6 separate regions of the Mus musculus genome follow, and regions 2, 3, 4, 5 and 6 are each linked to region 1. Evidence: chromatin contacts called from public HiChIP or PLAC-seq and Micro-C data. All regions are on one chromosome and are shown on one strand. Each heading gives the region's core, a stretch centred on a gene start, on an enhancer-like site or on the middle of the called end of the contact. The rest is flanking DNA. Distances are from core to core; before and after follow the strand shown.

What was found. A called contact is a pair of places that touch in the nucleus more often than the background predicts. HiChIP or PLAC-seq counts read pairs in DNA pulled down with a chosen protein or histone mark.
Region 2: a contact with region 1 is called in an H3K27ac HiChIP or PLAC-seq map of embryonic stem cells, with 7 times the contacts expected there. The contact joins the promoter of Vps13d here to the promoter of Pdpn in region 1. A contact is called at or near these places in 1 of 39 promoter capture datasets (cranial neural crest) and 1 of 115 datasets of contacts at active chromatin or transcription factors (embryonic stem cells).
Region 3: an H3K4me3 HiChIP or PLAC-seq map of stem cell-derived neural progenitor cells shows a contact between it and region 1, with 7 times the contacts expected there. The contact joins the promoter of Dhrs3 here to the promoter of Pdpn in region 1. A contact is called at or near these places in 4 of 39 promoter capture datasets (cranial neural crest, embryonic stem cells, maxillary cranial neural crest and 1 more) and 4 of 115 datasets of contacts at active chromatin or transcription factors (differentiating embryonic stem cells, embryonic stem cells, extraembryonic endoderm stem cells and 1 more).
Region 4: a contact with region 1 is called in a Micro-C map of embryonic stem cells, with 5 times the contacts expected there. The contact joins the promoter of Casp9 here to the promoter of Pdpn in region 1. A contact is called at or near these places in 2 of 39 promoter capture datasets (the 3T3-L1 cell line and embryonic stem cells) and 1 of 484 Hi-C or Micro-C datasets (embryonic stem cells).
Region 5: an H3K27ac HiChIP or PLAC-seq map of bone marrow-derived dendritic cells shows a contact between it and region 1, with 10 times the contacts expected there. The contact joins the enhancer-like site here to the promoter of Pdpn in region 1. A contact is called at or near these places in 1 of 39 promoter capture datasets (hippocampal neurons), 1 of 484 Hi-C or Micro-C datasets (embryonic stem cells), 9 of 115 datasets of contacts at active chromatin or transcription factors (astrocytes, bone marrow-derived dendritic cells and embryonic stem cells) and 1 of 9 other capture datasets (embryonic stem cells).
Region 6: an H3K27ac HiChIP or PLAC-seq map of embryonic stem cells shows a contact between it and region 1, with 5 times the contacts expected there. The contact joins the promoter of Pramel13 here to the promoter of Pdpn in region 1. A contact is called at or near these places in 5 of 115 datasets of contacts at active chromatin or transcription factors (embryonic stem cells and extraembryonic endoderm stem cells) and 1 of 9 other capture datasets (embryonic stem cells).

What each region holds. Positions count from the first base shown.
Region 1 is chr4:143,297,027-143,301,314 of GRCm38.p6, reverse strand. Pdpn (podoplanin) reads left to right here and starts at 1,751. Exons shown (of 6, transcript NM_010329.3): 1 at 1,751-2,126. The coding sequence starts at 2,060.
Region 2 is chr4:145,192,928-145,197,215 of GRCm38.p6, reverse strand. It overlaps Vps13d (vacuolar protein sorting 13D), which reads left to right and starts at 2,211. Exons shown (of 70, transcript NM_001276465.1): 1 at 2,211-2,297.
Region 3 is chr4:144,890,635-144,894,922 of GRCm38.p6, reverse strand. Dhrs3 (dehydrogenase/reductase (SDR family) member 3) reads right to left here and starts at 1,846. Exons shown (of 6, transcript NM_011303.7): 1 at 1,214-1,846. The coding sequence starts at 1,408. It also overlaps a transcript of Vps13d not described here.
Region 4 is chr4:141,791,395-141,795,682 of GRCm38.p6, reverse strand. Casp9 (caspase 9) reads right to left here and starts at 2,071. Exons shown (of 9, transcript NM_015733.5): 1 at 1,697-2,071. The coding sequence starts at 1,828.
Region 5 is chr4:142,075,609-142,079,896 of GRCm38.p6, reverse strand. All of the region lies in intron 1 of Tmem51 (transmembrane protein 51), which reads left to right. Among named protein-coding and RNA genes, the nearest start is that of Tmem51os1, 6.5 kb to the left of the region's middle. Within about 2 kb of position 1,891, at least 121 of the 459 cell types and tissues checked have an H3K27ac peak or open chromatin away from gene starts, as enhancers often do. A contact at or near this core is called in astrocytes, bone marrow-derived dendritic cells and embryonic stem cells, where this site is marked.
Region 6 is chr4:144,406,704-144,410,991 of GRCm38.p6, reverse strand. Pramel13 (PRAME like 13) reads left to right here and starts at 2,528. Exons shown (of 4, transcript NM_029948.2): 1 at 2,528-2,635.

The DNA of each region.
Region 1 (4,288 bases), core at 502-3,001:
AGGTCTCTCTCTTCCCCGCTTCTGGAATCCACTTCATTCCTATCTTGTAGCCCCAGGATAAGCTACCGGCCCTTGAGTAATCTCTAGACATGTCCAACCTCTTGCCTGCCAAGGTAGACCTGCTGCTGAGTGGGCAGGCTGGCTCACTCTCACCCTGGTGAGACACAGAGGCTCAGCTAACGGACACAGCTTACCAACCATTCCTGTGATCAAGCTTTCCATGGACACTGGGTTTAGCTAGCATTTCCCCAAAAGGTCTTATCAGTTAGCTTGTGGGACCAAAGCTGGGAATATGAGCTTTTAAAACAGTGTTGTCTCAGGATAAAAAGACCTGCCTGGCAAGCTAGCAACCCGAGTTTGGTCTTTAGTACCCATGTGAATGAATGTAGGAGCGAGCTGGCTCCACAAAGCTACCCTCTGATATCACACACATACCATATCATGGGTGCCCACACCTTTGCACACATGCATGCATGCGTGAGTGCATGCGCACACACAATAAATAATTTTTAAAAATCAGTCTACTTTTGAAATTCTTGAGATGAAGTCTGTTTGAAACTGAGGTCAAAGATAAAAGGATGAAAACAGCTCATTGTCACCTTCATTGGGACACGTAGGGACCGTTCATTGTTAAGTTCTCTGTAACTTATTTTTACCGTGTGCATGCGCGAGTGTGTGTGTGTATGTGTGTGTGTGTGTGTGTGTGTGTGTGTGTGTGTGCTCGCTGTCTGGTCAGAGGGCAACATACAGGAATCAATCGGGACTCTCCTTTCACCATTGTGGGTTCAGAGCCTAAAACTTAAGTCACTCGGCTTGGTGGCCGAGCCACCTCTGGGGGGCCCATCCTCAGATGCTTTTGTTGAAAGGAATTTATGGCATCTGGGAGTGAAGCCAAGACCACCCCCGACCCTGTTCTTAGATTCCAACAGGTTAGAAGGGAATAATGAACATTTCTCTTGCCGATACCCACTCCCTGAGAGCAAGGAAGGATTGTTTAAATCAAGAGACAGGGGATTACCAGTTAAACCCTAGGATTAATAGATGAGCTGAACTCTTATTAGTTCCAGGTGAGTGGCCGATAGTCAGATGACACAGCTGCTCCTGGTATCCAGGTGAAGCCACAAAGTCCCGGTATCAGGGGGTGGTGGTACGTGCTCTGCCTTCTGTATAACTCACTAGGGCCAAGCACCCTTCAAGGTCAAGCACCCCACCCAGACAAGTACCTCACCGGGCCAAGTACTGCACTGAAGGCTAGTTGTGGGAGGACAGACGCGTCCTTCCGTCCGTCCGTCCATCCATCCATCCATCCATCCATCCATCCATCCATCCATCCATCCATCCATCCATCCACGTGCCTTGCATGAAGGTTCAATAAACAAGAGCCGCCTCAGACTCACCCAAACAACGGCCGTTTTCCCCAAACCATCTGAAGAAAAAAATCCAGTGCATCGGTCTAAAAACCATAAAACCAGCCGCATACGCCACTGTGTGCGTCTCTCTTCTGCCCACTATCAAGGAAACCTAAGTTGTGGGCTTTGCCCTCCAAAACATAATAGTAAATATAGTAGAAAAATAAATAAAAATTGTAAATCAGAACTGTTTACTGCACGTGGCCCCCTTTTCTCCTGTAGTGGAACAAAGTCAAAAGCTTTTTTTTTTTTTCCCCTCTGGGCTGGGCCCCAGTGGCTGAGGCCCTGTAACTTTAAACCTGGCCTGAGGTCATCTTGTGATGCTGGCCAAACAGAGTTCGGGGGCGGTCCTAGATCTCCGGGACCACCTGACGCCCACCCGCTCCCGCCCCGGGACCGGAGACATAAATGCCGACTGTGCCGAGAGGTTGCCAGCTGCCAAGTTTGCTGTGCTTGCTGCCTCTGCGAGTCCAGAAAGCCCGGGCACTCTCTGGCGCTGAGACTTTTGCTCAGCGCCTTCCAACCTCCTCCCGAGCTCTTCCCGGCTGGGCCTGTGGCTTCGAAGTTTTTTGTTTTGTTTTGTTTTGTTTTTCATCTTTTCACAACCCACAAAAAAACCCACTAGCTGCTGAGGCTCCAACGAGATCAAGATGTGGACCGTGCCAGTGTTGTTCTGGGTTTTGGGGAGCGTTTGGTTCTGGGACTCTGCGCAGGGAGGTAAGCGCCATGCATGATTGGCAACCAGCACTTGTTGGTGGGGATGGAGGGAGGCGGGGGATGCTTGGGCCTGGGATCTGCGAGTGCGGGGGGAGGGAGGGAGAGCGGTGGGGTAGCTTAGATGGGGCTAAGTCTCCTGTAACAGCCAAGTGGGTGTGGCGGTAGGGGGTCCACCCACAGGTGGTAGGGGTACAGAATGGCCCTAACAACCCCCACCGCCCCGGGGGCTAGTGTTACGGGATGGGAAGGTGACCAAGGGCGACTGGACTGGCCCAAAAAAGCAGTGTGTTAGAGGAATGATTAATGTCTCTGAAAAAGAGGAACAGATAGGAGGACGTAGGTTGGAACTCTGGGTCACACCCCTGGCTGGGGATAGACCTGAAGAGGCTTCGCTAATTAGGATGGTAGCTGGAAGGGACGGTGGAACAGCTTGACCCGCAAGCTGCTATCTTTCTAGCATTCTTGTCTCTGCCTCTTTCTTTCCTCCCCTCCCCACACCCCTACACTGGAAATGGATGGAACCCAGGGCGCCACGGACCTGTACCTCCTAACCTGGAGGGCTGCCGTGAGCGTTGAAGCGCAAGTGTGTTTGAGGCCATGTATTGAACTTGGCCAAGGACTCAGTGGCTGAATTAGTGTTAATTAAAGACGAATGGAGCCTGAGAATGTAGCTCAGTTGGCAGAGTCCATGTTTGGCATGTGAGACACTCTCATGCTCCATCCCCAGCAAGATGCAAAAGCCAGGATGGTGATGCTCAACTGTGTCAGCACTGGGAAATGGAGGCAGGAGGATGAGAGGGTTCAGGGTTATCTTGGGGTATAAGGAGTTTGAAACCAGACTGGGCTTTAAGACCCTGACTAGAAAGAAACAGATTGATGGGACCACCATCACGTCCTCCTCTTCTGAATTACTGTCTTCTGTCTGGGTGATCTATGGCTGGGGTCTAGGACAGTCTCCTGTTATTTTGTTTCTTGCTTTGATGTTTTAAGTTGTATCTATATTCCTGGTGGAATCTAAGCTCTAATCTTGATCCCAGAGCCAAGAAGTCATGGGACAGTCTCAGTTGCTCACTAAATGAAGGCTAGTGGTCATCAGAGATGTAGGACTGTCTTTCCTGGTGAAGGAGTGGTTTGTGTGAGATGGGTGGGCCTAGCCTAGGCTTCTATAATTCTCCACAGACAACACCTAGTGTTAGGGAAATTATATAGAGTGCATGGGCGAGGTTGTCCACTTGCTTCAAAGAGACGAAGCTATTCTTTATGGTGTTCAGGGGTATTCCTGGCAGTCCTATCTTTGAAACTTCTTACGCTAGGATATATATATATATATATATATATATATATATATATATACAGTTCTGTATTTCGGTTCCATTTCCGTCATGGCGAGACAGTGCGTGTTAAGAACATGGCTTTTCACTCACCAGCGCAAAGTGAGGGGAAGCACCCACCCCAAACCACATCCTAGGAAAGTCGGAGGCTGGCATCCTCCAAAGGCAAGGGTAGGCTGCAACTGTCTCAAGCCAGCTCCCAAAATGCTCCTAAAATGTAGCTGGTATTTGGTCTTGTCTAGAAAAAGTCATCACTCAGTTAGAGTAGAAACTGTACAGCTGAAGAAAAAGCCTTGGTACAGGGGTGTTCAGAGAGGTGGCCATGCGGCCAGTTGTATCCAGGCTGCTCTGCAGCAAGATTGAGCCTGCAGGGTTTTTGTTTGAGAATAATGAATATGGATGAGTTAACTCCATTGAGTTAAGCTATTACTGGGGAGCCAGATCAGGCAGGGGTGATTGTGGTGTGCTAATTCTATTAGAGTCATATGCCATACTGATTTAGGGTTATAACCCAACCCCCTCTGCAATCCCCAAGGTGTTCGTGGATTCTAACGAGGCCTGTTGTCCTCACATCTGGCAGCCTCCCCCACTGCCAGGCCCCACCCTCACTCTGAACTGACATCCAAAGCCGGTACCCCAGGACTCGCCCGTTAGCAGTGGCTTTTTATAAGATTCTCGGCAAGCTGCTGCTTGCCGCTAACCCATGTGTGCTCTTCCGGGACCAGTCCGAGCAGGATTAATCATGTGGCACAGAAATCATCCTGTGATTTCCCTGAAGTTCTTGCCAGTTTTCGGGGGCCCTGGAATCCTCGCAAGCTGCTGAGGGCTTAT
Region 2 (4,288 bases), core at 962-3,461, 1.9 Mb before region 1:
AGACAATGTTTGCTGGGGAAACACTGGCATCAAGACAAAACATCTGCTTTAGAGTCAGGGTTAGGAAAGATAATGCAGGAATAGACAAACACACAGATCATTTCAAATATCGTTAAGCCCTGTGAAGAGATGGTCCTAATGGTTCACATGGCAATTCCAGCCCTTCAGAGGCGGAGTCAGAAGGGCCAGGAGTTCCAGACCAGTTTTAGCTCCATAGGGTGCTTCAGGCCAGCCTAGACAGCCAAACAAACATCAAGAATATGAATGAATGCAATATGAAGATCATTTGCATGCATGTGTGTGTGATTATATAGGATTAAAAGTAAAAAACAAGTTTGTAAAGAGAAAAGCACAACAGAATAATGGATGAGAGAATTTCATGGGGGATGGGGTAAATGTCCTATGAAGTGGGAAGTGCAGAGAAAGGAGCAGTTAGCTCCGCCCCGTGGCCATTCAGAGTGCAGCTAGTCACTTCCAATTGCTCACCCAGTACTCAAAGTCTCTGGTTTGTCCTAGGGATAACACAGTATAAAATATTCCTGGATTTCAAAAACCTTCAGTAAAACAGCACTAATATATCTTCCTAACCATCCTTCTGCCGGGTGCGATGGCACAAATCAGGCACAGATCAGGAGGCTGAGGCAGGAGGATGATCTTGAGTTTGAGGCCCACCCGAGCTATATGCAGAGACTCGATCTCAGAAATCAGCACAAACAAGGTTTGTTTGCTGTTGGTTATATGTTGTGATCAGAGTATTTTGGTTCATCAGAGTGACTAAATTACTAAGCAATTTTCCCTTTATCTCTCCCCCCACCTTATTGTCATTGGTCCTAGGGACTTAATCCAGCATCACACATGGACTCTACTACTGAGCTATACCTTCCAGGCTCATCTCTTTTTTTTGTTTGTTTGTTTGTTTGTTTGTTTGTTTGTTTTTTGTGTTTTCGAGACAGGGTTTCTCTGTATAGCCCTGGCTGTCCTGGAACTCACTTTGTAGACCAGGCTGGCCTTGAACTCAGAAATCCACCTGCCTCTGCCTCCCAAGTGCTGGGATTAAAGGCGTGTGCCACCACGCCCGACTGGCTCATCTCTTTTGATATAGCAAGTAACAAATGAGTCTATTTGGGGCTGGCATTATACTTCTGTAGGACCGCACTGATCTAGGAGAACAGCATGCTAAGCAGAGAGAATGACGGATGCAAAGGACTGGAGGCAGGAACTGAAGCATTTTGTGAGTCAAGTGAACCAGAGAAAGCCATAGAAAGGGAATAAGACCAGACAAATTTTAGTGTGGCACAGTACAGAGGGTTTTTATTTTTTACTTGTTTTATTTTTGAGACAGTCTCAAGTAGCCCAGATTGGCCCCCAATTCATTACGTATCTTGAGAATGACCTTAGACACCTCATCTTCCTTTCTCTCTCTACCTCCTGAGCCCTGGGCTCAGTGTGTATGCTTACAAGTGTGTGCCACCATGCCTGGCTTTATATAGTGGTTCCTGCCTTCAAGAAGTATTGTGTGTGTATTTTGGGGGTGGAAAAGCGAGAGGATGGGGTTTGAGACAGGATATGGATGAACCCACTATGTAGCCCAAGCTGCCTTCCAACTATTAACTTTCCTGAATGCTCAGAAGGAGGTATTTTTTTAATTAAAATTTGCATTTATTCATTTTGTGTGTATATGTGGGCAGGCACACCTGTAGGTCAGAGGACACTTTGGGTGAATCAGTTCGCTCCTTCCACCACATGGGTGCTGGGAATTGGTCATCTGGCTTGGTTGCAAGGTCCTGTTCCAGCTGAGCTATCTTGACAGCCCAGGAGATGAATTTTAATACAAGTGTAGTGGGGGGAGTGGTTTAAGCAGGGCTAAAGGCATGGTTTGAATTACAGACTTCAGTGGCAGTCAAGGGGTCATTATTGGTGGTGGGATAAAAAGGCAGATGGAAAGCAGGGCGGTTTTGGAGGCACGATAATGTTTGAACTAGGATGATTTATATTCCTACACTGTCCCGGCTCTCAGTTTACCCATTTGTAAAACGGGGCTGATTGAGCTGTTGCTCATTAAGCCCCCAGCATACTGGGAGGCACCCGCCGCCCTTACAGGAACGGCTGCGGACGCTAGGGGGCGCCCCATCGACGGCTCGGTGCTCTGCTGGCCAGGCCCAGGTACGTAGCCACTCGATTGGTCGAGTCTAGCGCTCTAGTCACCGCCATTGAGGAGTGGCGGAGAGGAAGCACCTCGCAGAACCGGGCTTGGGCGGCAGCGACAGCGACAGCGGTAGCTACAGCTACAGCGACAGGTAGGGGGGCGGCGGTCAAGGCGGAGGACCTCAAGGAAAGCGGCCACGCGATCGACCTGGCTGTGCTCCGACGGCCCGACTCGGGGTCCGCGGCAGCCGGCCTCTCCCGGAGCCCGGGCGCCCTCGCGGGGACCCCGGAGCCCGAGAGTCGCTGGCACTTCAGGCCCGGGCTCGGGGCACCGGTCTCTGCAGCCTGGAGACACCACTGGATTTTGGGTGTCACGTCTCCCGAGGCTTGATTCCAACGTGCGAGTGTCTCTTCAGCACACCCCTAGTGGGGCGGCGTCCCTTCCCTCAGTGCCTCCATCCCCTCTGGGGTCACCTCTGGGTGGGGACATTAGGTTTGTCCCCAGGGTCCCTCTCTTCCCAACTTTTCCTTCTTGTAGGGGACACTCTTCGCCTCTCTTACCCCTAGAGAGCCATCTTCTCTAGGCTTGGTGGCTCTGTCCCCTGTTGCTGCCAGGCTTGGGGTTCTGACAGCAGACCGGAGATATGGAAAGGCCAGGGAAGCTTCGCGTTCCTGCGGAGCCCCCGGCCTGACACACACTTGGAGTTGTCCCCTTGTGGCAGAGCTCCTGGAATCCCTCAGCACTCAGCCCTAGCTGCCTGGCACAGGGATTCTCCAGGTCCAAATGCCAGTGCTTCCTATTCCCCGGTCTGGCCTCTTCTCGGGTGGGGCCTGGCTCAAGGTCATGTCCGGCTGTCTGCCCAGGCTGTGGGTTGAACCCAGATCCCTCAGTGTCACCTGCCACACCAGATAGGGGAAGCCAGGTGGGGGTTATTACCGGGCAGCTGCCTAGAAGTCCTGATGAGCATATAAATACTCTGGGATTCTGGCCAGCCTGGCGGACCTCCCTGAAACCAGATTCCTTAAGGGAATCCTTGAAGTGGCCTCAAGCCTGCTCTAGATGCTTAGTAGAGCTAATGGATGCTTTCTGGCTTGGGCCTCACACGGAGCAGAAGAACATCTGTAGGGCGCTAACAGCTCATGTGTACTTTTAAATGTGTACTTTGTGTTCTTCTACATCGAGAATAAGTATGGAAGGGGCAGAGCATGGGTACAAAACGACAATAGTTTCCTGGAAAAGTAAATTTATTTTACACTTATTTTATGTGTATTGGGGGCTGGAGGAGGGCAGCTGTCAGAAGACCACCTGTGGGAGTCTGTAGTCTCTTTTTAACCATATGGGTTCTGGGGTTTAAACTCAGTCTTGGTAGCGATTTCCTTCACCTCTGAGACACCATGCTAGCCCGACAGTAGTTTCTCTTTACTGGGAAAACATCTGGAGTTGGCATTTTAGGGAGAGTTGGCTTTTAGGGCTGAAATTAATGGCAATAACAAAAATAAAGATTACTTTAGCCTTGGCTTGGTGCCCAGGACTGTTTGAGGCTCACATAATAAAACAAGGTAGTCAGCTTCACATTGTGTTTTTAATAGATTTACCTTGTTGAAATGACAATAGAGAAACGTTTATTTACACTGTGAAGCATTTTTGATTAAAAATTTTTAAAAATTGTTTTTGTGACCTTGAAAGCAAATGCCGAGGAGTCCCCCTCCCCAGATTCTTGGCTTTATATCTGGAGCATAACCTACCCCCCCCAATTCTTTTGAAAGAAATAAGACAATAAAGTGCATTTTCTGCAAAATTAATATTGTTATTGAGACAGGGTCTCAATTTGTAGCTCTGGCTGGCCTGGAACCCCTATGTAAATGAGATGATCGTCCTTCCATTCAGAGATTGCCTACCTCTTCTTCCCTTGTGCTGGAATTAAAGGTGTAGATCATCACCCTGAAGAGTTAATTGATTTTTTTTTAACTGTCCCTGATTATAATTATGTCTTGCATAGACAAGTAAATATCTGCCTTCCTTTGAGGCTGGGTCAACTTTTAGGGGAGCTTTTGTTTTGGGTCTGTCTTATGTTGTTAGCTTTTTCCTTGGGGTGAGTGTATCTCCTGGCAGTAAGATAAATCACTAGTCATGGGGCAAAGT
Region 3 (4,288 bases), core at 597-3,096, 1.6 Mb before region 1:
GGGCAATCAGTTTTGGATGATAGTTCAGACTCCAAAGTTCAGTCTCAGCCACCGAAGGAATTGTAAATCTCAGGGCAGTATTTAACAAAACAAAAGCAACCTGGAATTACATGAAGGTTTGGCTTTCCACAGAGCATATTTACTCTAATCCCCAAGGTATGCGGCTCCATGTCAGATCAGCTGGCTAGCCTGGTCCTCCCACCCCCCCTCCTTAGCAACAGTTTAAATTTCAAACTAATTCCCTAGTTTGTTCTTCGTCTTCGCGGGCCGGCTGGAGACAGACCGGCCTGCCGGCCTCAAATCCCTCTCCATTGCTCTTGCCACTGAGTGAGTCAGCCGGGTCTGCAGTTGCAAGTTGGGTGACAGCTGGCTCTCCCTCCAGTACTCTGCAACACCACGTCTCCAAAACCTGGAGCATGGGGAGCTGGTGTCACCCACATAATAAGAGGCAGTGGTCAGAGGGGCACAGTGCCACCTTCCAATCCAGCTGAGAAGGATCCCCTCCGATGAAGAGGGCGGGGGTGGGAATCAAGGTTGAAGGTGAGGACAAGGGCTCTCTTTATCAGCGGCTGGCTACCCCCTCACCCCTCTTTCAGAATTTTAAACACCTGGGCCTCCCAGTCTTTCAGCCGGACTAGACCATCCACGTCAACTCTCTCCTTTACAAATCTGAACCGAGCACCCTATCTCACGTCCCTGCCTAGCTGCAACCTCTCAGCTTGTTTGGGACTAGGCAGCGAGTTGCCAAGCAAAATACCAAGCGCAAGCTAGCAGGGGGTTTGGCTTCCAGCTCTACCTAGGGGCGCGCGCACACCCTGCGCTTGGCAGGGTGCGGGCAAAGAGAGAGAGAGGGCACTACACCTTAGAGAAAGAGTCATGCGGCAAAATGGGTGGGTATTCTAGGTATGGTAGTTGGTAGGGGTAAATAGCCAGCGAGATACCAATCCCAGGGGAGCCAAGCAACTCAGGGCCTGCCAAAACACAGTCCGGTGCCCGGGAAATCTATGAAGGATGAAACCGACTTGCTTCGCAGTCCCAGGTGATGCAAGGAGTGGGTGGCTTGAGACTTTCAGATCGTTGGCGCTGGTTTCCGCACCCGCAGCAGGTGGGAACACCCCCCACGACTGCCTCCCCCTCCCTGCGTGCCAGAGTCCCTTTACCCTCAGCGCCCACTCCAGGTGTCGCAGTGCCACCCCGCCCCCACGCCGTGTACCTTTCTGGCGCCACGCTCTGCGAACTCCCGAGCGAGGTGGCGTCCGATGCCTCTCCCACCGCCGGTGATGAGGACTGACTCCCGCGACAAGTCCCGAAGCTTGGGGGGCAACACCATTCCCACGGCTGCTTTGGTTACCAAATAGATCATTTGCAGAGGGAACACTACCAGCGCGCCCAGCCATTTCCACACCATCCTCCGCGCGGAGGAGCGGGGTACAGGGGGAGGTGGTAGGAGGCGGTGGACAAAACTCCCCGGACAGGAATTAAAAAAAGATAGAAAGAAAACTCCCCCAAACAATAATAAACTAAATAAGGAAAAGGAGGCGTCCCACCTGGTCACTCTTGAACTGATCTCCTTTCAGATGTAAAGGACAGGGCGAGGAAAAATGGGAGGAAAAAGAAAAAAAAAAGAAAAAGAAAAAAAAGATAAACTCTGCTCTGGCGGAGAGGTAAAAAGCGTCTCAGAAGATTGGGACGGTGAGAGGGGCTGTGGAGAGTCCAAGGGGTGGGAAGTTTTAACAAGAAGTTTCTTGCCCCAACAGCCGTTTCGGCTGGGAAATTCACAGGTAATGTTTACAGACCGACAGAAGAGTTTAGGCAAGGCCAGGGACGAAAAAAAAAAAAAAAAAAAGCACCAACCACAGCGCGCACACAGCTACAGTCCGCGGTTTCAAAGTGCAAGATTAACAAAACAAACAAACAAAAAAGCTGTTTCCCAATTGTAGCGCCCCCCTCCAACTTTCTCCAGAAAAAGAAAGGGGGGAAAAAACCACACACAAAAACACCACACACAAAACCTGGGGAGTGATTGCAGCTCCCAATTTCAGTCCGCGAAAGTCTCCCGACTCATTGCTATTCTTGGGCTCAGGAAATTGCTTAAACGCGATCTGATTGCCAGCACCGTGCAGGAGAAGTGGGGGGTCCGGGTGTCAGTTTCTTCTCGTGCACAGCTCGCCCTCGCGCGCGCCCGCTCTCTCCGGTTCCCTCCTCCCTCTCTTGCAGCCCGGGCTGGGAGTTGCCGCTCGGTGTGGCTCCCTCTCTTCCCCCCTCCCCTTTAGTATTTATTGCCTTCTTTTTTGTTCTTTCCAACTTGGTCGGGCCCGTACTGTGGAGCACTCGTGGATAGGACGCCCTAGTCTGCACCGCCCTATTACTTCGTCCGCGGGGCAGCTGCGGCGTGGACCGAAAGGGCGCCCCCTCCTTTTTTTTTTTTTTTTTTTTTTTAATACCCCATTAAGTCTGATTGACAGTTAAAGTTGTTGGGAGGCTTCACTATCGTGCCTCTGAGTGGCTGCGGCGACTTCCCCTCCCCCTGCGCCGTGGCGGGGCACGCGCCTAGGCGCGCACCCGGTCTCGCTGCGTCTCGCACTCCCCTGGGACTCGCTTCTCATTTCTGCAAGCTGGAACTTGCTGCCCTAGTCCCCGAGGGCTCGCAGCCGGAACTCGAACACGCTGCAACCAACTCTGGCAAGCCAGCTTGCTGTATCAGACCTGGCTCCCAGCCTGGGCCAGGTGACCACCCCTGAGCGGCCGGGCAAACCGAGGGGAAACTCGCGCATGCCTTGATGCTATTGGGTCGCCAAGGGTTCATTTCAGGTCACTTGGTCATTCTTCTGCCTCCAGGTAGGACCAGGAGGTTATGTTTCATCATTGCCTGATTCCCATTTTCCTTCAAAGAGTGTACATCCGAAGTTGTATTAACGTGAAGTCTCTCACGTTGAGGTAGAGGGACCCCTTGGGAGGCAGGATTTTGCTTTGGGAGAAAGGGGAGCAGGGCAAAGGACCTCTAACCCCAGGTGCCAATAAAATCCCCATAAGATTAGCTGGGAGCTTATTTATTGCTTATCTGGGCTAGAATTACCTTGACTGACAGCAATTTCCTTAATAACAGAAGCCTGTAAACAACACGTCTTCAAAGCTATGCCACTGTTCAGTTCATCCAGTGTCCCCTCTCTGGGTGCCCTTACCCCGCTGACCTTTTGGGCACCCACCTTGTAACCTCTTGCCCACCCCTTGTAAGAACGTCTCCCTGTTGGGAGGGCGGGACCCAGCTATTTAGACTTGCCTGTTGCGGGAAGTCTAGGAGGTGAGTCATGAGAAGCAGGCCCAGTTAAAAGTGCTGATGAGACTTGCCACCCGCCCCCTCTGCACATCCCTGGGCGGGAGAGGGAGAGACAGCCAGGGAGCCTGCCCTATAATCTGGGGCAGCCCTTTCCAGCCCTGGACGTGTTCAGGCTGGGAGTCCTGGGCCTCAGCCCCAAAGACTGATCCAGCAGGCCCTGGGTGCACAAGGAACTAACTGTGCTTTTAATATTCCCCGCCTGGGTGTGAACAAATCCCTTTGAGAAGTGCTGATTTGGGGAGGGGGTGGAGATCACTTCCTCTTTTGCCAACTACTGTAGTTCTGGGGAGAAGTTGTCATGAGAACTCTTAGGTTTGGATGAAGGGGCAAGGAAGCCGTTCTCCTGTGTGGAGCTCCTGCGATCTGGTCTGACATTCCACCCTCCAGCTGACCTCGCCTTGGGGACTTTGTCATCCTATTTCCCAGGTTACCCAGCCAGGAAGTACAGGAGGAAGAGATTCAGTCCAGACCTAATTTCTCTTCCCATCCCACCCCACTCTGGCAAGAAGGCAGGAGAGAGGTGGAGGACAGGCTTGGCCAAGAACTGCAGTGAAGAGTCCCTGCAGGCTCCATTCTTCTTTCTAAAGGACTCTCCAAAGGGCTGGCCGTTGCCTTCCTTAGATCCCACCCCACCATGGTGGCCATTTCGTCCATCTTCCAGGTCTATAAAACAACAGGAAAGAAATGGCAGTCAGGGAGGGTCGGACTCTTGGCGCCCAGCGGTTGCTAAGGCCTATGTACAAGACACCAAGTAGGGGAGACCCCCAAAAGGCTGCATAGCTTCTGCCCTCATCTATTATCCTTGGAGACGCCTAGTGGCCAACATGGGACACTGCACCTCTAAGCTACTAGCGTTTTCAACACTGGTGGGGCTAAAGAGCTATTCTTTTTGCTTAGGCCTTTCACTCCATGTAAGGCTAAGGACTTGTAAAGATCACAGCCTCTTCTCTA
Region 4 (4,288 bases), core at 822-3,321, 1.5 Mb after region 1:
AGTATTTAAGTATGCATGTATGTATGTATGTATGTGTGTATATGTATGTACGTGTGTATGTATCTTTCTATCTGAGTCTGTATGTGGCAACTGTGTGTGCATGGTACCAGTGGAGGCCAGAAAAGGGTGTCAGAACACCTGGAACTGGAGTCAATAGTTGTGAGTTACCACATGGGTTCTGAAAACTGAAATCAATGCTCTTATCCACAGAGGCAGCTCTCAGTCCTTAGTTTTGGCTTCTGAAGACTCCATCTCAGGTAGCCAGGCTGGCCTCAAACTCTGCATGTAGCCAAGGATGCCCTGGGAACACCTGATCCTCCTGCCTCTACCTCCTGAGTGCTTGGATTCCAGATGTATGCCGGCACCCCTGGATCAAACTGCTCCTTTCAAACAATCTGCCACTGCCAACACAAGGGCAGAACTGTTTTGACCACACTTGGCTGGAGAAGGGAGCAAGACAGTGGCTGCTGGTGCCACTCTGGGCAGTTCAGCTCCTGATCCCCCTTAATATGCCTTCTGGAAGGCTAGGACTTTCCCTTCAAACCACTTTTCTTGATCAGTATGGGCCCATCCAAATGTGTTCCTGAGCCTACTTTTGTTATTATTTGGCAGCTAACCACATGACTCTACACCACTTTCTTCTATCTCCTTCACTGGACCAAGCCACGTTCCAATACAGATGCTGGAGACAGCCTTGTAGACAGTCCCCCAGGGCCTGGCACTCATATCCTCTCAGAAAGAAATATTCCCTTTTCAGACCTGTGGTGAGGCATCAACTGGAACAAAGATGCTAAAGTGGTTTTTTTTTTCTCTTTTTAGAGTCCTTTAAGAGTTTTTACTCTGTATCTTCCAATAGAAGATGCATTTATGCATACAGCTATCCTGTTTTCTCTGTAATTTTCATACTCATCTTTAGACTTTGAACAAGTTGACCTTTTCCCTTGTGTAATACAGAATTTTATCAAGCTAAAATTGAACTCTAGTACAATGAAAATAATACTGCCACCATTATATTTTGATCCAGAATAATTCCACTCACACAGTAATCCATATAGCGTAGAAATTCAATACACCCCTTTACACAAGCCATCAACATTGTGACTCATGCTCTAGGTTTAAGTGGGCGAAAGTGGATTAAAAAAAATCAAATGTTTGATTTTATTCTTCTGCATTACCTGCATCAAATTCCTTCTTTTCTGAACTCCTTTATAAAACATGCACTTGATAAAAGCCCAGCCAAAAAAGACAGATCCTGATTCTATGTCCTTGTCCTAGGACAGGATGACCACCGTTCCATTTCACAGCCCTAGAAACTGAGATTCAAAAACGGGAAGTGACTGGTACAATGTGCCAGTATAAGGCTAAAGTGGGTGTCTAGGGCCCTTATACTAGAGAAGAGAAAAATCATAAAAGTTCAAACGGTGCAGATTACAGACCGCTTTTAACAAACACTCCACAAAAGAGGAGCATGGGTTCTTCTATTTTATTCTTGTGGCGAACTAAGAGGGCAGTACTGGGGAAGGTTTTAAAAATGGAGTTCCCACACCATGGTTTCCCAGGGCGTGGATTGCACAGGGTGCAAAGCGGAAAAAAAGGGCAGGAGCTCCGTAGTGGCTTCAGAGAACCTCTCAGCGACCTCCCAGTCCCTATCTGCGCCGCGGGAAAAAGAGGGCGGACACAAGGAGGCGGGGCGCACCTGAATATCCTCGATCATGTCGCGCGTGAAGAGCTCTCGACTCAGCAGAGCGTCCCAGAGCTCCGCGACTTGCAGCTCGCTCACTAGGCGCACCCTGCATCGCCGCAGGAGCTGCCGGTCCGCCTCGTCCATGGCGAGCCGATTGCGGGACCCCGGGTTCTGTCCGCTTCCGGCCCTCGGGTTCCGCCCCGGCGCCCACGCCCCGCCCCCACATAGCGCCTCCAGGGATCCCGCTCCGGCCAGCGGTCACCCGGTCCACTGGGCTCCGCTCCGCCCCGCCCCGCCCCGCCCCGCGGCCTGTGACTCGCGCTCACTGGGCTCCACCTCCGCAATCAAAACAGCTCCCACGGCCGCTCACCCCACCACCAGCCCCCAACACCTCCCTCAACGCCGCGCTCTCAGGCCCCGCCCCTTCGCCACGCCCTACGACCGCGCTGCTTCGCCACGCCCACTGGCGCTGCATTCAAGCTCCGCCCCATCACTTCGCCGTACGGACTAAGACCTGCCTCACATGATAACGCTTCTCCCCTAGGACTCGCCCCTCCTCGCCTCGTAGACCAGCAATCCCGCCCTACCGAGTTCCTTCGCCCCGCCCCGAAGCCCTCCTTTGCATCCCAGACTCTCCCCTAGGGTTCCAGGCCTTGTGGTTGCCTTGCTATCTTGCTCCCATTTGCTGGTTCTGCTTAGCGGTAGTTGTAACTTTTCCCCTCGCATGGCGATTGCTCTACCAAAATTCACAATGACCCTACTTCTACAGATACTCAAAGGATCACGAGAGAAAAGGGAAGAAAACCACGCCTAGACATTTGTCCTAGATCTTTCAAGTCCCTTGCTGGCTGTGGCTTTCTAACGCTGCGGCTAGTAAACCTCTTGCTGCCTGCTGTTTCAGGGCTATCGTGCCCTCAATCTAACCAAGCTCATTGGTTAGATCTCGCTCTCTTTCCCTCCTCAGCACCTCCCCCAGAGAAACTGCCAGGAATCTAATCCTATGTTCTCTCAGTTTTGTACCACTTATTTCCACGACTTAAAAAGTAATTGAAATAACTGGAGAGATGGCTCAGCGGTTAAGAACACCAACTGCTATTCTGAAGGTCATGAGTTCAAATCCCAGCAACCACATGGTGGTTCAACAACCATCTGTATTGAGAAATGACACCCTCTTCTGATGTCTGAAGACAGCTACAGTGTACTTACATGTAATAAATAAATAAATCTTTAAAAAAAGTAATTGAACAAGGTCTGAAGAGATGGATGGTTCAGGGTAAAGAGGACCAGCTGTTCTTCCAGAGGTCCTGAGTTCAAATCCCAGCCACCACATAGTGGTTTACAACCATCTGTAATGGGATCTGATTCCCTCTGTGCATGAAGACAGAGTGCTCATATATGCATTAACTAATTAAACACATTTTTAAAAAAGTAATTGGGCATTGTGCTAGCCCCTTACGCTATTCTCTCTGCTAGCCTTATGCCACATTCCTGACAGGGATATAGTTATTCCTTGATGACAGCTGTAGACATGTGTCAGGGATCTCACAGCGTGACCAGAACCAGAATAGACTCATAGCCAAGAATCCACCTTGGAATATGTCAAACGATAATATTACACTTGTTTCCTGATTTGGGCATCAGTCAACATTTCCTTCCATAAAATAGGATGTACACTCGGGAGGAGCAGCTGAGGTGAATTTACAAACAGGAAATCTGGGGAGAGCAGTAATGAGAAACTCAAAGGGGGTTAGTTGCCCCAAAGTAAAGGAGATTCACCACGTTGGCTAAAACTGGCTTGTTTGGGGATTTGGCAGTTATCCCTGCCACCTGATTTCTCAGACTGTTAAATAACCTAGTTTCAGCTTGGTAAAAATAAACATGAGTGAGTGCAAATTGGTCTGCTGGTGCCAGTGCAGAAAATCAATCCAAAACACAGGTATAGTATAGGTCACTCGAGCAGCAAAGCCTTAGGCACAGACCAATATTCAGCTCTGCGACAGCGCATTCGCCTAGCATGCACGAGAGGCGGGGGGGGGGGGGGGGATGACGATGATAGGCTTTAGCTTCATTTTTTATTTATTTTGCAACTAACTATTCAAATATTTACTGGCAGCTTGTACAAACCAAGGTCTGTGCAGACAGTGATACAATGCTGAACAAGAAAAGTGTGAGACTCTACCTGCAGGAGCTTACCTGAAAGAGCTCTACCTGAAAGAGCCCAAAGAACAACGATATACACTAAATGTATAGAAGAGAGAGCCAGGCATGGTAGTGCAGACTTTTAATCCCGGCACTCTTTGAGGAGGCAGAGGCAGGCAGATCTCCTGAGTTTGAGACCACCCTGATTCACCTAGTAAGTTCCAGGCCAGCGAGGATTACACGGTGAGACCCTGTCTCAAAAGCAAACAACAAAAACAGCATGCTAGGTAAGTGTTTTAGAAACCGATTACATAAGAACTCACTCAACACGAGGCATGGAATAGAAAATACATCAAGAGCCCTTGGTCACGGGCGCAAAAAAAAAAAAAAAAAATGTCAGCCTTATTCACCACGCCCTCTTCCCTCGGTTCTTTTGTTTGTTTGTTTGTTTGTTTGTTTGCTTGT
Region 5 (4,288 bases), core at 642-3,141, 1.2 Mb after region 1:
CTGATCCTCATGAGGTCTTTAGAAAGAGGAAGCTGGCATTTGGATGGGGCTGCTGGGAGCCCAAGGTCACACAGAGGAAGAGTCTAATTTTAGCTGTGTTCATTTTAAGCCAACCAGTGGTACCACCCCTGGTACCATGGCTTCGCCAGACTAGGCATCCCTGGGGTGCCTGATTTGGGCTTGTTCATTTCAGCCCTTCTTCTCAGGAGCAGGGGGCGAAAGTAGAGGCTGAAGAGATGCCTCAGTGGCTAAAAGCACTTGCTATACAATCATGGCATCAGATTCCTACTTTCATGTAACAGGCTAGGCATCTCTCCTTTGCTGGTAACCCAGATCTGTAGGGTTTACTGGCTTCCAGTCTAGATGAGAAAAACAAAAAAACAAAAAACAAAAAAACAACAACAACAAAAAAAACAAGAACAAAACCCAAAAAACAAAAAACACCAAGGTTCAGAGAGAGACCTTGCCTAAAAGAATAAGGTAGAAAGTGCTAAAGGATGACACATGGACCCTCTTCTGGCCTCTGCACATGTGCACTGGTACACACACACACACATACACACTAATGGGCACATAACACTTACATGGGCACACACACTTTAAAGATTTTTAAAAGATGTTTTAAAGAATCAAAGACCAAATAAAATGTTCGAGAACTTGCTTCCTGGGCAAGGGAGATCCTCCTGTGGGGATCAGACTTCTGGGAAGGGACATTTGTAGTACATTGGAAGTCCTGACCAGACGATAGGTGTCTTCCAGGCTAACACTTGTCCACTGTGGGCATCTTTTATTTGTTCGGGTTTATTTTATTTTTTGAGACTGGGGTGCCTCGTATCCCAGGCTGGCTTTCATTAGCTATATAGACAAAGATGGCCTTGAACTCCTGACCCTCCCGCCCCCACCTCTCCAGTTCTGAGATGGCACGCATGTGCCACCGGTTTATATAGCATCTGATCAGTGGGTTTGACGGTCAGTTAAATGTTCTTGCCCTGTCTTTATAAAAAGTGAATGAGAGGGAAGACTGGAAATCTATATGCACAATTTAAAAAAAATTTTTTTTATTTATTTTTTGTCTGTCTTGGAGGAGTTGTGGGGTAGGTGTGTAGTTGCCATGTCTAGTTTATAGAGGTCAACGTTAGCTCTCTCCTTCCGCCATGTGCGGCCCAAGGATCAAACTTAGGTCAGTGAGCGTGGTGGCAAACACCTTTACCTTCTGAGTCAATTCACTGGCCCAGGAAAAGTACTTTTCATTAAATTTTATTATAGTAGTAGTAGTAGTAGTAGTAGTAGTAGTAGTAGTAGTATTTTGAAACATGTTTTCACTATGTAGCCCTGGCTTACCTGGAGCTCTATGTAGACCAGGTTGACCTCAAACTCACAGAGATCCTCCTGCCTCTCTAGTCCTAGGATTAAAGGCATGGGCCACCACTCCCAGCATATTTTAATCAATTTAAAAATCACATTGTTATTATTATTATTTGTGTGTGTGTGTGTGTGTGTGTGTGTGTGTAAGAGAGGGGAAGGGGTACACTCATTCCAAGGTATGGCTGCAGAAATCAGAGGACAACTTTTCAGGAGGTTCTCTCATGAAATGCAAAGCCTGGCTTGACAGCGTACACTCCCTGGGTTTGGCAGTTCCCTTTTAAAGAATTCAGAGACCTTTAAAGTAAAATGTGTCACCAAGTGGCACGTCGTGTGGTTTGGTTTCACCCCACCTACCTTTGCCCGCTGAGCCATCTCTCGGGCCCAGGGGACGTCTGTGAGTGACTTGTGGTCTGAGCCAAGCAGCACATGTCGGTCTCTGCAGTGAGAGCTTTGGGCAGTCCTGCTCCGGGCTGCTGCGGTTTTTTTTGTTTTTGTTTTTTTTATGCTGCGATCCTGGGAACTCAGGATTCCTTGGACAGTTCCCAGAAAGCAGCTCAGGCTTTGCAAGGACAGAGCTCAGGGGTGGGAGGCAGGGCCAACAGGAAGGAGGAACCGCTTGCAAATGTTCCCAATATACACTGGCTCCCGAAGGTCCCTTTAAAAGAATTCGGAGACCTTAAAAAGTAAAATGTATTACAAAGTGCAGAACCGCTCTTCACGCAGCCGCCTCAGTTCTTCTTAGAAGAAACAGAGAGGCAGGAGTGGGTAGGCGCCAAATCTTACTTTGATGAGTGTTCCCAAATGGGGACAGTGATGGTGTTCCAAAGGAGGCTAGGCAGTCAGTGTGAGGTAGGGAGCTGGCCTGGAACCCACGTCTGCAGCACAGACTGTCTTGGCTGAAGGCCACACTGTGCATGCACTAGGAACACTCTTTAGGAAACCCCCGCTGCTATCTGTCAGCAGCCCTGCTTGTAATGCTGACACAAAGTTATCGTTTCATCAGGGCTGAAGAGACAGTTTAAGGTGATTAAGGGCACTGGCTGCTCTTGCACAGGACCTGGGTTTGGTTTGGTCTCCAGAACCCACATGGCAGTTCATAACAGCCTGTAACTCCACTTCGAGTGGAGGATCAGATGTCCTCTTCTGGCATTCTTGGGTACCTGCACACACGGCACACACATACACGCAGGCACTCGCATACAAGTCAATTAAAAATAAATCTGTTTCTAAAAGCACACTTGGTTCAAAGGCAGCACTTATCTAGCACCCAGGCATAATAACCTACTTCCTGCTTCATCTCTGCTTCCTCCTCCTCTTCCTTTAAATATTCTTGTTTTGTTTTTTGTTTTTTGAGACAAGGTCTCACACCTACTCCCAGGCTGGCCTCATACTTGCCAAGTTCCCCATCTCGACCTTGAACTCCTGAGCCACCTGCTGTGCTGGGTTTACAGACATACCCTCCACACCCAGTGTAGGTGGTGCTGGGGTTCAAACACAGAGCTTGTGCATGCTGGGTAAGCTCTCCTCCAGTGAACTATATCCCAGTCCCTGTCTGTCTGTCTGTCTGCCTGTCTGCCTGTCTGTCTCTCTCTCTTTGTCTCTCTGTCTCTGTCTCTGTCTCTCTCTGTCTCTCTCTCTCTCTCTCTCTCTCTCTCTCTCTCTCTCTCTCTCTCTCTCTCTCTCGTGTGTGTGTGTGTGTGTGTGTGTGTGTGTGTGTGTGTGTGTGTGTGCGCGCGCGTGCGCTCATGCGACCAGGATCATCAGCCTGACTTCTCCCAACATATGTTGGTAGAACCAGAACTCAAACTTCCCATGGTGGGCCAGTGCCTTTGCAATCATGGTCTCATGTAATACCCAGTTCTGAAAATCTCCAGAAGGGTCTGGTGTGTTCTCTGCTGGACACTTGGAGTAACTGCTGGGACTAAACCCTGGCTGGACCTTGCATATGCTAAGCGACTAAGCTACAGGTGTATATACTCTCAGTGGAATCTCACATTTTGGCTAGCTTCTTCTTCTTCACCTTAGGTCTGGAGAGGGGCTGAGAACCGACTCACCCTCTTCCCATGTGTTTTCCCTGCCCCCACTGTCTGGCTTGAGTAGGGTGTGGACCTAGACTGTTGCTATTCGGTGGAAGGAGCCTGATTTGTTTGTTTGTTGTTTTGTTTTGTTTTGTTTTCTTTTGTCTTGTTTTGAGACAGGGTTTCTCTGGGTAGCCCTGGGAACATTATTTTTAAAAAGCTCTCAACCTCTCCCTAGAAGAGCAATCCGAAGAGTCTTCAGGTCGCCCCGTGAACTGCTGTTTGCGGTTGGGAGTCATGGGTTGGAACTGCCTCTGCAGTTCAGCAGTGCAAGTGGTTGTCTGGGTTCCACGCCTAAGCATACGTAAGAATATTTGCATAAACAAATTGACAAACAAATGCATGGTTTCAGTCCTTAGTGACTGAGTCTGCTATCTACAGAGAGGCAGCCCCAGCTCCCAGGGACGCAGCCTATGGTCCCGAGGGCGACAGTGGGGAAAGTACCTCTAAGTTGGAATCTGATCTGGGGACCCGGGACCGGGAGGGAGCAGGGGTTAACTCAAACTCAAGAGTGCAGGAAAGAGCTTTATTTTATTTTAGAGACAGCATCTCATGTGGCACAGGCTAGCCTAGAACCATATGGTTGATAATGACCTTGAACTCCGCATCCACCAGCCAAGTGCTGAGATCTCCCACCACACACCTGTTTGAGGCTAGGCTGGGAATTGAACCCCAGGACCTCACGCTCGCTAGGCAAGCATGATACCTACCCGTGCTAGATTCCCCAGCCTGAGGGAAAGAACTCCTAAGGAAGTGGGGTCTGAGCTGAACTGGGAAGGGGAACGAAGTTCAGGTGACAGGCAAGCAACCTGGTGGATGTAGCAACAAGTTCCGGAAGTAGTAGA
Region 6 (4,288 bases), core at 1,279-3,778, 1.1 Mb before region 1:
TCTGCCGTGTTACAGTGGTGTCTTGATTTTAGAGCTCAGCTAGAAAATTGCTTGGGAATCAGGTGGGAAGAGAAGGCAAATGCTAGCCCAAGCCTGCACTCCCACCCTCGATAGCCATCTTGACAGCATTTTACAGGCCTTGAGGTTTGCGACTCAGAATCTCTCTGTGCCTAGTACAGAACATGTCTGGCATCCCAGCACTCAGGAGGCAGAGGCAGGAGGATCAGGAATCCAAGGTCATACTTGATTACCTTGCTAGTTTGAGGACAGTCTGGGTTACAAGAGACTATCTCAAACAAAACAAATAAAAAGACAAGTGTGAATTGGAAAAGAAAAAGAAAGAAAGAAAGAAAGAAAGAAAGAAAGAAAGAAAGAAAGAAAGAAAAGAAAAGAAAAGAAAAGAAAAGAAAAGGAAAGAAAAGGAAAGAAAAGGAAAAAAAAATCAAAACCAAACTCTTAACCTTACCTCCACCTTGGTGACTGTTTTTGGAAAGTATGTGTGGTTGGTTGTAAACTTAAGATGTGCTGATGCTGAGAATATTCCTGAGATAGGCTGGGATTAAAGGCATGCGCCACCACTGCCCGGCTTCCTGTTAGCATTCTGTCTAAATTCTGACCCACAGTTACTGGCAAGAGCCAGGTAGGCCTGGCCTTTTATAAAAGGGGCTGCTTGCCCCCTCCTCTCCTTTTTACTCTTGCCTCTTTCACTCTTAGTCCCCCTCTCTCCCCATTCCCTTCCCTCCTCTCTCCACATGTTCATGGCTGGCCTCTACTTCTCTACTTTCTCCCTCTCTCTGTGTTTCTCTGCCTCTACTACCCTCTTAACTCCCCCCACCTCCCCATGCCATGAATAAACTCTATTCTATACTATACCATCGTGTATCCTTCAGGGGGAAAGGATGCCTTGGCATGGGCCCACCGAGGCACCTCCTTCCACCACACCTCACCACACCCCCATAGAACACATCTTATACCTCTTTGTCTTGATATAAACACATCAATTCCTGCATGGATTCTGAGGCAAAACATTGGTATCTGCAGGGCTTGACTGGATGTCACGTTGGTTGTTCCTCTCAGTTTTGTCACTCGAGAAAGGAGGTATCTCAGAGGTCCCTAAAACATAGGGTGGAAGATTGAGCCTACCAGCCTGCTGAGCTTTGATTTCTCCTAGGCTGGGCCTTCAGGATCCCTAGGAAGGCAAAGCCTAACAGTGTGTGCTATAGGAACCCAGATCCTCAAGTTTCCCCCTCTTGTGTGGACATCTGCCTGTTCCAGGAATCCTCCCACCTGGGAGAGGGTTTTATCTAGGCAAATATCAGTCAAGTCGCCTCACCAGTGGACCCTCAGAACCTCCTCAATGCTTCCCCCAGGGCCATTCAAGCGCAAAACAGGTTCCCTCCACAGCAATTTAGTTCAGAGGTTGAGCACCAGGTGTAGGAGTTCTTGTGCTCGCCTATGAGCATCAGGGAAACCAGGAATGTTAAACAGCTAGGGCTGTCTCTTCAAAGTGAAAGAAGTATAACCAGTTTTCTGCCCAGAAGGCTAGAGTCCTAGGGGTGGTTAGCCATACCCTGATGATCTTTGCACTAGACCACACCAGACCCTCCCCCAGACCCTTACAATGATGTCACACATAGTCGATCTCCAATACTCATCTTTATGGATGATGTCAAAGGTACTTTAGAAAGAATTTCAATGCAGTCCTGCTTTTGTTTGTTTGGTTAATTTGCTTTTCAAGATAGGGTTTCTCTGTGTAGCCTTGGCTGTCCTGGAACTCACTTTGTAGACCAGGCTGGCTTCGAACTCAGAAATCCGCCTGCCTCTGCCTCCCAAGTGCTGGGATTAAAGGCGTGCACCACCACGCCCGGCGCAGCCTTGCTTTATTATTGTGCACACAGGATTGTGCTAATTATCACCAATTAGCTTCCCTCACCAAGAGCAACTGTGCTGTACTTAAATATACGTAAAATAAATAAACTAACAGGTGTCAAAGTTTGAACCGAGCCTTGTTGAACTAGACTTTCTTCTGGCCTCTCAAGGATCTTTGATCCGCACTCTGCTGGCACGGGTGTTTGCAGAGACCCCTCACACGTGAATTCAATTCTGTGTGAATCACTGTGTCAAGATGGCACACACCTGTGATTCCAGCATTTCTTTTTTTTTTTTTTTTTTTTTGATGAAAGCAGAATTAGAGGTGAATTAGAGGCCAAGTCTGGGCTGTAAGAGACCCTATCTCAAAACAAAATAAATATTAAAAAGTAAAACTTGTGTTGCTCCTGCAATAACCCACGACACCAGGACTTGAAGTTTGTCTGCTTCTGTTCCTTTCAACTGAGTGAGAGGCCTTAGTTTTCTTCAGAGGATAGTTACAATTAGACACTTTAAAACCTTGGCGTCTTTGAATTGACCCTTAAGTCTGGAAAGCCTTCGGGTTAGAAACAGAAGCAAACAGCCACGCACAGACCAGCCGCATTTTTACGGAATGAGGGAAGGAAGGGGGAAAGGGGAGGGGCTAGAAGGAGGAGGAGTCTTAGTCTGCCCTGGTCAGGGGAATTCAGTTCTTTGGCGGATATTCCTACGCCCACTTCAGTAGAAGATCTCTGGCCTCCGGAGTTCAGCGGAGACTTCATTGCAGGTATTTATGACCATCCACAGGCAGTCATGACTCTCCAGAGTTATACAGGTGTCATAGTAAACAGACCTTATGTCTCTAGCAGTTCAGGAACGGTCCGGAGTAGCTTAAGGATCGGTGTGCATCCTTAAAAATGGGTCACGAACCTCAAGCATGCTTCACAGAAGGCATTTACACAAACCTAAAGGATTGGTGTGAGCCAGGCACTTGCCCAACTCCTTTGGTTGGTTGTTTTTTGTTTGTTTGTTTTTGTTTTTGAGACAGGGTGTCACTATGTATCTCTGGTTGCCCAGAGATCGGCCTGCCTCTGCTGAGATTAATGGTGTGTATAACATTGCTCAGCACTTCCGGGCTTCTGGGTTTTTGTTGTTTGTTTACTTATTTACTTATTGAGACAAGTTCTCATTAAGTAGCCCTGGCTGTCCTGGAACTCATTGTTGACCAGGCTGGGAGTGACCTCAGAGATCCATATGCCGTTCTCACTAAGTGTCATGATTAAGGGTGTGTCACTTTCCTAACATGCATCTTCTTTCTGTCTTTCCTTTCTTCCTGCCGTTTGATACAGGATCACTCTTCTATGTAGTTCTGGTTGTCCTGGAACTTTATATATAGACCAGGCTGAGTTCAAACTCATAGAAATCCTCCTAGCCTCCTGAGTGCTGGAGTTAAAGTTGTTTCCACAACCAACTGGCATGGCTTCCTGTTGCAATCCATGCAGTCTGCATGAGGCTGGCATAACATAACGTTTGTTTTACATTTCTCTTTTTTTTTTAAACTATTTTTATTTTATGTATTGAGTGTTTTGCCAACATACGCCTATCTACCCTGTGAGTGCCTGGTGTTTGCAGAGGACAGAAAGGGGGCAGCAGAGCCTCTGGAACTGGTTCTAGCCAGTTTTTGTTTTGAGGCAGTTCTGACTATGTAACCATACTTGGCTCAAACTCAGCCTTTCCGAGACTGGAGTGCTAGAATTACCCTTGTAGCAACATGTAGCAACTTTAAAAAGAAGGAATGTGCTCTAAAATAAGGTGAAAGGAGCCCGGGAGGGGAGGTGGCTCAGTGTAGCACCTGCCTACATACACAAGCCCTGGGTTTCATACATCCTCTCCCCCTCCTTCTTCCCTCCCCCATCATCATAATTTTTAAGATAAGGTCTCTTGGGTTCCAGGCTGGCCTCAAATTCACCATGTAGCCAAGGGATGACCCGTCTCTACCTTCCAATTGCTAAAATTACACACATGGACCAAGATGCCTGTTTTTAGGACAGCCAGGCCTACACACAGAGAAACCCTGTCTCAAAACCAAAACACAAAATTATTATTAGTAGTAGTATTAGTATTTTGTTGTTATTTTTTTAAAGGTTGTAAAGAACCAGGTATAGTGGTCTGAACTTTTAATTCCAGCACTCAGGAGACAGAAGCATGTGGATTCCATAAGTTTAGGACCAGCCTGATCTGCAGAGAGAGCTCTAGGCCAAGGCACCATAAGGAGGCCCTAACCTTAAAAAAAAAAAAAAAAATTACAAGTGAGCCAGGTGTGGTGGTGCATGCCTTTAATCCCAGCACTTGGGAGGCAGAGGCAGGCGAATTTCTGAGTTCGAGGCTAGCCTGGTCTACAGAGTGAGCTCCAGGACAGCCAGGGTTACACAGAGAAACC